3 separate regions of the Zea mays genome follow, and regions 1 and 3 are each linked to region 2. The links are chromatin contacts, called in public Hi-C maps. All regions are on one chromosome and are shown on one strand. Each heading gives the region's core, a stretch centred on a gene start, on an enhancer-like site or on the middle of the called end of the contact. The rest is flanking DNA. Distances are from core to core; before and after follow the strand shown.

Region 1 (3,466 bases), core at 55-2,554, 140 kb before region 2:
CCCGAGCTCACGCCATGTACAAGATCGGGCTCGAGCGAGGCAGAGTTTTTGGAAAACCCCTGAGGAGGACCTCGGGCGAGGCGGGGTTCGATCCTTTTGACCTCGGGGACGTACCTTGATGATGCCCTTGAGTTTTAAATGCGTTTTTGGGAATAATCTGGGTACCACTAATTATCATACCCGACAACATGTAATCCACAAGATACTTAGATTCTTTCAACAGCCAGCTCCATAGTCAGATACTCAAAAAAGCTTGTAAAAAAGGCTAAACCAAACAGGCCCTTACCGGTTTCAAAAAACAGCAAATATTTCTGCTCCTAAGACCCCCACCTACACCTAACGTGGCCTCAATCAAGCAGAAAAAGAAAACCAAAAGGAATTATATCACAATTAAGAACTCACAGCTGCTTCTCCTCGGCCGAGGCGGAGATTCTCCCAAGCTCACGCCCTGTCCGAGATCGGGCTCGAGCAAGGCGGAGTTTTTGGAATACTCGTGAGGAGGACCTCGGGTGAGGCAGAGTTCGATCCTTTTGACCTCAGGGACGTACCTTGATGATGTCCTTGAGTTTTAAGAGCATTTTAGGGGATAATCTGGGTAACCCTAATTATCATACCAGACAGCATGTAATCCACACGATACCCACATTCTTTCCACAGCCAGCTCTATAGTCAGATCCTCAAAAAAGCTTGTAAAAAAAGCTAAACCAAGCCCTTACAGGTTTCAAAAAACAGCAAATATTTCTGCTCCTAAGACCCTCACCTACACCTAACGTGGCCTCAATCAAGCAGAAAAAGAAACCAAAAGGAATTATATCACAATTAAGAACTCACAGCTGCTTCTCCTCGGCGACGATGAAGTCAGCGAAGGAACCGAGGCCGGTAAAGGAGCAGACGCGGTCGCCGGGCCGGAGCCCACGCACGCCGGGACCGACTGCGTCGACCACGCCAGAGTAGTCGGATCCAGGCACGAACGGAAGCGGGGGCCGCTCCTGGTACTTGCCCTGCACCTGGAGGAACGTGGCGAAGTTGAGGCTGGTCGCCGCGACTCGCACTCGGACAGCCGTCGGCGATGAGATCTCCGGCACTGGGTGATCCCCAGAGACCGCGGCGAACGGGGAGGCTTCACCGCCAGGGGGCAGGGTGGGATCGCCCAGCTGCCGCACCACGAGCGCCTCCATTTACTGGGTACTAGGTGAAATGATGCTCTTGACTCTTGAGAAAGACGACTACACGACGACGCTAACTTTGGGCTGGCTCTTGACTTTTGGGACTTCTCGGGCTTGCTTTGGGCTGGCTCGTTATCCAACCTACTGAACCGCAACCCACATGCAGGTTATGTGGTTTCAATTCACAGTAAGGCTGAGTCCAGTGCACAGCCTCTCTCTCGCCCCTGCCACGTCAGCTCTCGCCTCCACTCTCGTCCCTGCTGCTCCAGTGCACAGGCTGCAGCAGGCTACAGCCTCAGGCTATAGCACACGTGGACCAATCAGAAGCCGCCACTCACTGTCGCCCCTCGCTCTCGCCCGCGAAGACGCCATCGCCAACGCGTCGCCCCGCTCTCGCCTGCCTATCGCCGGGCGGTAGCAGTAGCGCCCGCCGGGTCGCTCTCGCCCGCCTCCAGCCCCGCTCTCGCCTCCTGCTGGGCGCTATCGCCCTCACTATAGCCTGCATTGGCACCAGCCTAAAATCCGAACGAACGAGTAAATGATACCGAACAAATTTCAAGTTGAACGGGTACGAATGCAACAGTGATTTATTCAGATTTTAAAAAATATTTAAAATAATTTTATGATTAAGAAAACATAATATTACTATTTTAATCTTCCTTAATCACTGACGTGTAATCTTGTCAGATTATATAATCTAATTAGATTATAATCCTAATCAAACATGCCCCTTTATTATTTAATTTAGATTATATAATTCCGATTATGTATTCTCATATATAATCTATATTGTATAAATCTATAACCGAAACAAAACCCATAATCTCATATATAGAATCATAGTTGGGATTCATGTCTCCATCGAACCCCCTAGTTAACCACGCGTTAAGGCTATCCGCACTCATGCAACTCTAAATTTTTACCCTAAAAAGAATATTTCATCCTGGTCAGCGAGATTCTCTACTCTATCCTACAATCTTCCGCACTCATATTCACCTTAAATCTCTACCCTATACCAACTACCACATATTCTATTATTTATTTTTATCAACCGTCTTCAACTACCGTGTGTTGTTCTTTTATTTGAGCATGTAAGGACGTGCGACAGCAGATAGGGTTGAGATCGTACAACGCTTGGTTCAGTGTTTCAGCTGCTCTACTGGACAATAGCGTGAGGTATCCAGTCCGCCGCTGCACCTGATTTCAACGCTACTCCATGATAGCGTAGAGCATACAGGCGCTGAGTGCGGACAGCCTAACAAATCTACATAAGGCGGTCGGCCAGATGCGCTGGCGTGTTGGATCTGTTGAAGCTCCCCTCCGTTCCATTGCCTCGGGTCGGATGGACCCTGAATCTTCCGTCATGGCAAACGCCTCTTCCCCATCATTAGTGAAGACGTCATCGAGTTGCCTGGCACAAGGCATCACCGCGGCGCACAATTTCGAGGTTATCACTGCTCGAAGGCATGGGCGCCGGCGAGCGCGTCCACTCGAGGAACTTTAGCGTTGGCGACTACGACTGGAGCATCTTTCTCTACCCAGAAGGGATCACGACGGCGCATGCAGATAAAAGTGTCGGCCTTCTTGAATCCTCGTAGAGGAGGGCAGGGGTAGGATCGCGTGAGGGTCGGGTTCAGCTTCACCGCCTTCAGCAAGGATAGCAAGGTGTGGAAAAAGGAAAGCACGGAGCAAACCTTTATACCTAAATCCAACCAATTCAGGACGTTGTTGCGCAACGGCAATGACCGCTTCACGGGTAGGTGTGTCCTGATCGTCGTCTCCGCGTCCACGACGTGAGCGCCATCGTCGTTCGGGAGCCGACCGTGCTCCGGAACCTGGTGAGCATGCCACGGGACAGGGACGGCGCAGACGTGACCTTCGTCGTGGGTAGACAGTTGTTCCCGGCCCACCGATGCGAGCTCGCCGCGAGGTTAGCGGTGTTCAGGGCGGAGCTCTTCGGCCCGATGAGGGAGAAGGACGCGTCGCGCGTCAGGAATGACGACATGGAGCTTTCCATCTTCGAGGCACGTCGCCATTTCGTCTACACGGACTCTCTATCATACGAGATGACAGCGAGGGGGGCAAGAATGTGTGGATGCAGCATCTGCTGTTAGGATGAAAACGGACGGGAAAATCATGTTTCGTCCGGTAATGTATTTCGTTTTTATCCGTATCGTTTTCGTATATGCGGGAAAAACGAGAATGGGACGAAAACATAATGGTGCATTGTGAGAACGGGAATGAAAACGGTTCAGCGTTTTTCATCCGTATTTTCGAAATCCCGTTTTTTACTAGGATTT
Region 2 (3,830 bases), core at 65-2,564:
AGCTACACCCTCATTGTACAGCTGGACCATCTCCTTGTATCTATAAAAGGGGATGTCTAGGGCCTTCCTAAAGGGGAGGCAGAGTGGGAGAGACGCGGAGGAGGCTAACTCAGACACCTCACCTCAAGGCCGAACCCTCTCCCTCTCTCTCTCGCGACGCTTGTAACCCCTACTACGAGCACCCCGGTGCAAGATAATATAAGCCTCATCATCCCTCCTGTGTTCCATCTTGTATCAACCTATCTGGGCAGGGACACGCAGCGACAAATTCACTAGTCGGTTGAGGGTCCTCGCGGGTCCGAAACACCGACAACGGTGGAGAAGGTGGGGTTCAAACCCATGTCCTGATGAAAGAAGGACGAGAGACACTGGATAAAGCTGTCTAACCAGTAGAACATCATGCCTATATGTTTTTAATATTGAATATAAATTATATATATGTATATATTTTTTTTTGAAAAATACAAAATATATAATCGTGTCGGGCCGGACTAGCACTACGGGTCGAGGCTACAGCCCAAGCACGACACGACGTTCTTGACTCTTGCAAGCATTAGGTCGTTTCTAAGACCACTTTGGCGCAATGGACTACATGGTGTTTGAGGTTGCTAAATTAGATGGAGCAAGAATGATTTGTCACACTAACTGTAAAATGAAAGGTTATTTGTTGGTTTTAAACGTTAGTAATTGCTACGAAGTAGCATAATTTATATGGAGCACATCCAGTTTTTATTGATGCATGACTTTAACAATCACTCCATATTTTGATCTATCTTTTTTATAAGTTTGAGTTTATGAGACTTATTTTAGAAATTTGAGCTCACAAACTTTCTCTTATTTGGTCTCTGTATGGTGGAATTATGTCACCTTATAATCTCTGTTCGTTCAGTCAGTCGTTGTGAACTCTCTTCTAATTGCTCACTTCATTTGTCGTGTTGTACCAAGACATATTGAATGGAGTAAATAATAACATCAGTTAGCCAAATCAAAAAATATTATACGGAAAGTGGAGACAATCAATAAAAAATCTTGAAATCTTTTTTATGGATAGTTTACATGGTTATTATTGTAAGCCGTCGCAACGCACGAGCAACCGACTAATAAATTTAATTTTTGTGTCGACCATCGTCTTCTGATTGCACATAAATTTAGAATTAGTCAAAGAACGGCCGATAATCAGCGCCAGGCATCGTGCCGGCTCAATTCCGAATTGGACCAGAACGGCCCACGGCCCACTCCGCGCACAGACAGATGTCAACCCCGAATTTTCCTTCTCCCCGTCTCCTCGCCGTCGCTCCTTCGGCCCTTCCTCTCTCCCATCTCGGCTAGGGTTAGGTCGTCTCGCCAAGTCGCCATGATGCAGCAGCCCCCGCCGCAGCAGCCGCAGCCGGGCATGGCGCCGCCTCCGCCTCCGCAGGCTGCTGGCGGGCAGCCACCGCAGTGGGGTGGGATCCCGCCGCCGATGGCGCAGCAGTACGGCGCACCGCCTCCGCAGCAGCCTCCGGCGATGTGGGGCCAGCCTCCGCCGCAGGCGCACTACGGGCAGGCACCAACCCCTCAGCAGTACTACGCCGCGCCGCCGGTGCCGGTGCAGGCGCCAGCCGCCCCCGCTGCGGCGGACGAGGTCAGGACGCTCTGGATCGGGGACCTGCAATACTGGATGGACGAGAACTACGTCTTCGGGTGCTTTTCGAACACTGGGGAGGTATGGGACCTGATCTGAATGATGCTGGCTGTGGGTACGCGTGATTTCGACTGTTGCTCTTCGCGGAATATATGATGCGCCCTTTGCTGCTGCTAATGGGTCTTGCCCTAGGTTTTATAAATCTTATTATGATTTTTACTCGTTTTACTGTGAATTTCGTACGACCGCTGACGATTGAAGCTCCAAGCTAATATAGTTGTGATAATTGTGATGTCTCTTGTAATAATCAAGCTATGGGCTATATTTCTGATTCTTGAACCGGTAATTTTAAATATGGTTTCATGAATTTGTTAGCACGATCTAGTGAGAGTTGTATAATGTATATGTTGTTAAATAACTTAAAATTGTAGCTTTGTGTTTTTTCTGCCTATTATCTTTTGTACAAGGGTAATAATGTTTAGTAGCTATCTATTTTTTTTGCGCAAGACTATTTACATGCTTCAGTTTGGGTTTCTTGATTTGCATTTATATAACGAGTTTCCTGGTTGGCGTTTATAGCTGTATGCTGTCCATGCATTCACGATTGTCTGATCCTTGACTTCATATATAATAAATTTATTTGAAGGTTCAAAATGTGAAGCTCATCCGTGACAAGAATTCAGGGCAGCTTCAGGGTTATGGTTTTGTTGAGTTTACAAGCCGTGCAGCTGCAGAACGAGTTCTTCAGACATACAATGGACAAATGATGCCAAATGTTGACTTGACATTTCGGCTGAATTGGGCCAGTGCTGGTGAAAAGCGCGATGATACTCCTGAATATACTATTTTTGTTGGGGATTTGGCTGCAGATGTTACAGATTACTTGTTACAAGAGACATTCAGGGTTCATTATCCCTCTGTCAAGGGTGCAAAAGTTGTGACTGATAAATTGACAATGCGCACAAAGGGTTATGGATTTGTGAAATTTGGTGATCCTACAGAGCAAGCTCGTGCAATGACTGAAATGAATGGAATGCCTTGTTCTTCCAGGCCTATGCGTATTGGTCCTGCAGCAAGTAGGAAAAATACAGGAGGTGTTGTTCAAGAGAGAGGTAAGCATGGCCAGTACACCATGTCCTTGTGATTTTTGTTAGCTTCTACACATTTGCTGATTGATTTGCATGAGGATATTTTTAACATGTTCTGTTCATATTAGTCTCTTGGGTTGTTTTATTACACTTGCGTTCAAATCAAAATTAGGCCTAGGTGTCGACCACTTCACTTCCAGAAGTCATTATTCCTAGTACAACATTCCCAGCGTGAATTTGGATAATTTAATGAATAGAGCGATAGTAGACTCATGGAACTCATGTTATCTGGAAGCAGGATACCAATGGGCTCTATTCATATAGGAGCCTTGGAACTGACCTGAGCTGCAATGCATTTCTTGTTTAATGCGTGGCCTCATTTAGGTCAGTGTAATAATTTATGTCCTAAATTCCAAGTTGGTTTCCTTAAGTTCCGGTTCTTTGTTATTTATTTTTCCTGCTATCTCTGATTACACTTAGTGCATGTTTTCTTTTTGCACATCTTTTATTAGCTCATGCTTTCCGCTTAGCCTCAGAGATTGGAGCTCTTCCTATATATTTAAACTCCTAGAGCTTGGAAATACTAGTTGTTTCCTTCTTCACTACAAGGCTTTGGGGGGCAAATATTTGCCTTTTATTCTCTTCAATTCATTCTATGTGATGATGGTCTGAGTCATGGCTATGTATCTTCAGTCTTTCTTTGTTTCCTTCAACTCGGATTTATCAATATCTGGGCACATGTGCATGGTCTGTACCTGCATAGCTAATTTGAGATATGTGATAATGATTAAAGCTGATATTTTAGTTGCATAGTGTGTTCCATATTTTGTGCTATTGGTTCAGCTTGGTTTCATGTTTTATGCCATATACCAAAACAACTTTTTTTTTGCCTTGGACCAATAACTAATTTTCTGCATAATTTCTTCTTGCTTATTGGTTCTCTTTGGCAGTTTATCCGTTTGAATATGATATTTACCTAACTAAGTTGACTAATGTTCTTAACAATATCAAGTTTCTTCATAATTGCTCTCTGATGCATTCTATTTTCTTATGTACATATAGCATGATACACATGCACATTTTGGCATTTTGCCATTTGTAAACGTTCTCATTCTTGA
Region 3 (3,589 bases), core at 45-2,544, 200 kb before region 2:
TGCTGAAAACCGTGACCTTGAGGCCGAAGGCCTTGCCAAATTTGACCGCCATGTGGCCTAGGCCACCGAGCCCAATGACTCCCAGCGACTTCCCAGGCTGCTTCATGTTGTGCCGCGCCATTGGGGTATAGACGGTGATTCCAGCACACAGAAGAGGCGCTGCCTGCGCCAGAGGGTAGCCATCGGGTATCTTGAAGCAGTACCTAAAAAACGTCGATTGGTCGACAGGAAGCTCTGCCTTGTCAGGAAATTGCTGTACTGAACTTGGTTACATGAAGTAGCTAGGGATCAACAACCCGAACTGGGTACACAGTACACTGCATGGCTTACCTTTCATGGACGACAATGTGAGTGGAGTAGCCCCCCTTTGTGATGGTCCCATCAGCATCAGTTGTGTTGTAAGTGAAAACTGTTTCTGGGCAGTAGTTCTCCAGAGAGCTGTTGCAGTTCTCGCAGTGCCGGCACGAGTTCACGTAGGTTCCAACGCCTGCGTGGTCACCCACCTTGAAGGCCTTGACGTCTGCGCCAACCTCAGTCACAACCCCAGCTATCTCATGCCTGCGCGAACCAACAGATATATAAAGTGCGAGCTCCCTACCTAGCTCTACTAAGCTAGGGGTTCAGTGTACATGTTCTTACCCAGGAACCAGAGGATAAACTGAGTCGTTGTGCTTGTTCTGTATCCACATAACGTCACCGTAACACACCCCGCAGTATATGATCTTCAGCGAAACGTCGCTGCTTTGCACTGCCCTGGAAAAAAAAAATACCAGAAGGCATAGTAGACGTTATGAATATGTACGGTTACGGATGGTCTACCGTCTGCTATGCATCAGTTTCACGATTTTAGGCTGTGTTCGGTTATTCCCGTTCTGTGTGAATTTAATGAGATCGAAAGAAATTAGAAATAATTTTTGACTTGCTAGTGATTTAAATCAACCCACTCCACAGGCAGGAAAAAAAACATGATGTACATGTAAAAGGCAAGGAAAACAACACTGGCAGCTATTCCAAAGAATTCTAGCATAGCGAGAAGACAGACAGCAGTGTTCTGAAAAGGCGATAAAAAAACATGATGATGATGAGTTGTGCACCAAATGAGGAGGGGGAGCCACCTCACCTGCGGTTAAACTTGTATGGTGAGAGAACCCCAGAAGGGTCTCTGGCCGCCCAAGCATCGCAGTTGCCGTGCTCTGCTGCAGCAGCCATTTGGAATGAACTGCAGAATCTGACAGATTTCAGCTGCAACAGAAGATCGAAGCGGGGTGGTGGAGTCTGTGTCTGGTGTTTGGGCAGCTGCACCTGACGGCGAGGAAGAGCCTTTTGTACCACGCGCGGCCCGCTGGATGGATGTGGGACCATCGGAGACGGTGGCGACAGCAGTGACGCCGCAGGGCGCAGACCCGGACGCCGGACCTGGCTGGCTGACGGCCGGGGCTCCATCGCTGATTAAACGGGCTGTGCAGCCTGTGCTGTGCGGCCGGCGCATCAGCGCGTGCGTCAACACTTTTTAATGATTTGAGTTGGACGCCTTCAGTCTAGAGATGTCAATGGGCCCCGAAACCCGATTACCCGTGGGGAATTCCTCTATTAGGGTTAAGGTATGGGTTAAAACAAATCCCCATGGGTATAGATTTGGAATAAATCCCTTACCCATCGGGTATGGCGGGTTCGGGTTTGGGAGGGCTAAACCCAAACCCGATTAGCCATGGAGAAAAATACCCGGAACCAGAACAATCTAGCATCTAGGATTTTTATTCCACCATCCAGCAATCCAACGACATTTACTTGTGGGCTGCCTGTGACGTGTGGCCTAGTGGCTGCCGACCAACTTTGGGCCTGTAGGAAAAAGCCCAGCCGCCAGCCGGTCAACAAAGTAAAAAAACCTAGAGTCCCAAGCATTGCGTCCGCCGGTTAACAAATAAAAAGCCCATTAATTTTTGAATAATCGGGTCGGGTATGGATACCCATGGGTATTTAGTACCCGGTCGGGAATGGGTATGGGAGGATTTTCGTACCCGAGGTCGGGTTCGGGTTCGGGGATGGGGGCCGGTCTATGTTCATGGGTACGGGTCTGGGGAGTTAATCCCCGCTGGGGAATTCCCCATTGACATCTCTACTTCAGGCCGCTAATGTGCATCTTCTTCTTCCCACGCGCGGAAGAAATGATTCGTGTCAACAGCCAACACGACAGGACAGTGACACGTAAAACGCCCCCTCCTTCTCGCCGGCTTCCTCTCCTTAGCCTTCCAAAAAGCTTTTATGTGACGAAACAAACACGACGGCAGTTTGAAAATTCCACATCTTGATGCACGAAACTGGAAACCAATCACGTGAGACCCAGGTCCTTTATTCATCTGTAAGACACGGCCTGCCTTTACGCCACGTGGTACTCCGAATCTCAAAGCCAGAACTGACCGCAACATTATTTTTTTCTGGGTTGGGCTGTATCCTATGCCAAGAATTACGGAATTGCAACCAAAACCACTATCCAAGTCACGAACGACCAAACCTTATTGTACGCGTGTGCCTTGTAAAAGATAATAGATAAAGCACTCGATTCTATAAAATTGTTGCCTAAATTTATTTTTTTAAAAAAAAAATACCGTAAAAAAATCCTCCCCTAAAAATCGGACACGTACAGGTAAATAAATTTGAATAGATGTAATTGTGATCTGTTCAATAAATCACGCAAATGCAGTGGAGTGATGTTATTTTTCTCTCATCAGTAGCAACTGCCTAAGAATATTTGTACAAGCTAGGGTGTTGTTTGGTCCACGAATCTTTACTACTCTATAAGAGAGCAAAGTAGGCGTCCACCACCAGATGTGGCTCCGCTCCCGCACCCGTCCTCGCGATGCCCGCCCTGTCCCCGTAACGCACGCTGTGGTCCCCCGCGCCCTCGGCAAGCGCGTCCGCCCTGAATCCGCGTCCCTGCCATCTTCCGCCCCGGATCCGCGTCCGCATCCATGCTCTCCATGGAAGGCGTATGTGATGCTCGCTCATCCCTAAACCCCGCTCGGTCTCCATGGAAGGGTCCTCCACCTCCGCCCCCGGATTCGAGTCCCATCCATCCTCCGCCTCGGCCTGGGCTACAGAGGTGGCGGCATTATGAGCGCTGAGGTGCCGCACTTCCACCCCTGCGTGCTTCTTGACCAGGGCGGCTTCGGGTTCGGCCTCGGCAACACGGCGGTCGTCGGCGGATCTGGGCGCGCACTACGCGGCGAACAACATCGTGCTGGCCTCCTTCGCCAGCCAGCTGCCCAGCTCCTCGCTAACGCCCCCGCGCCGCCGCGAGATGATCGTGCCGGCGGGAGGACGCCGCCGGACGAGATGGACGACGAGCTGTACGGCGTCGCCGGCTGCGACAGCCGCGTCGCGGCGAGCTTGCGGTGCCCCAGCCAATCCGGGGCCATGTCGGTCTGGTCGTCGTCCAAGAAGCCGTACGGTATCTGGACCAGCGCCGGCGGACCAGTACCCGTGCCGGCCCATGAGACATACCACCTCGCCGGGGCCAGGCTCTCCGACGCAGGAGGCCTCCACTACCCGCTCGCCGCCTGCAGTGGCGCCAACGCGTCCGCGGCGGTGG

Evidence for each region. A called contact is a pair of places that touch in the nucleus more often than the background predicts.
Region 1: a contact with region 2 is called in a Hi-C map of ear, with 2.9 times the contacts expected there. The contact joins the promoter of LOC100284173 here to the promoter of LOC100382170 in region 2. A contact is called at or near these places in 6 of 25 Hi-C or Micro-C datasets (ear, endosperm, leaf and 2 more) and 1 of 3 datasets of contacts at active chromatin or transcription factors (leaf).
Region 3: a contact with region 2 is called in a Hi-C map of ear, with 2.7 times the contacts expected there. The contact joins the promoter of LOC100281367 here to the promoter of LOC100382170 in region 2. A contact is called at or near these places in 2 of 25 Hi-C or Micro-C datasets (ear and tassel) and 1 of 3 datasets of contacts at active chromatin or transcription factors (leaf).

The regions. Positions count from the first base shown.
Region 1 is chr2:9,163,388-9,166,853 of Zm-B73-REFERENCE-NAM-5.0, reverse strand. It overlaps LOC100284173 (polyketide synthesis homolog 1), which reads right to left and starts at 1,304. Exons shown (of 6, transcript NM_001157069.2): 1 at 832-1,304. The coding sequence starts at 1,178.
Region 2 is chr2:9,019,821-9,023,650 of Zm-B73-REFERENCE-NAM-5.0, reverse strand. It overlaps LOC100382170 (Polyadenylate-binding protein RBP45C), which reads left to right and starts at 1,314. Exons shown (of 7, transcript NM_001174930.1): 1 at 1,314-1,705; 2 at 2,271-2,736. The coding sequence starts at 1,355.
Region 3 is chr2:9,223,722-9,227,310 of Zm-B73-REFERENCE-NAM-5.0, reverse strand. LOC100281367 reads right to left here and starts at 1,294. Exons shown (of 6, transcript NM_001154285.3): 1 at 1,121-1,294; 2 at 640-753; 3 at 331-558; 4 at 1-203. The coding sequence starts at 1,209. It also overlaps the pseudogene LOC103648389.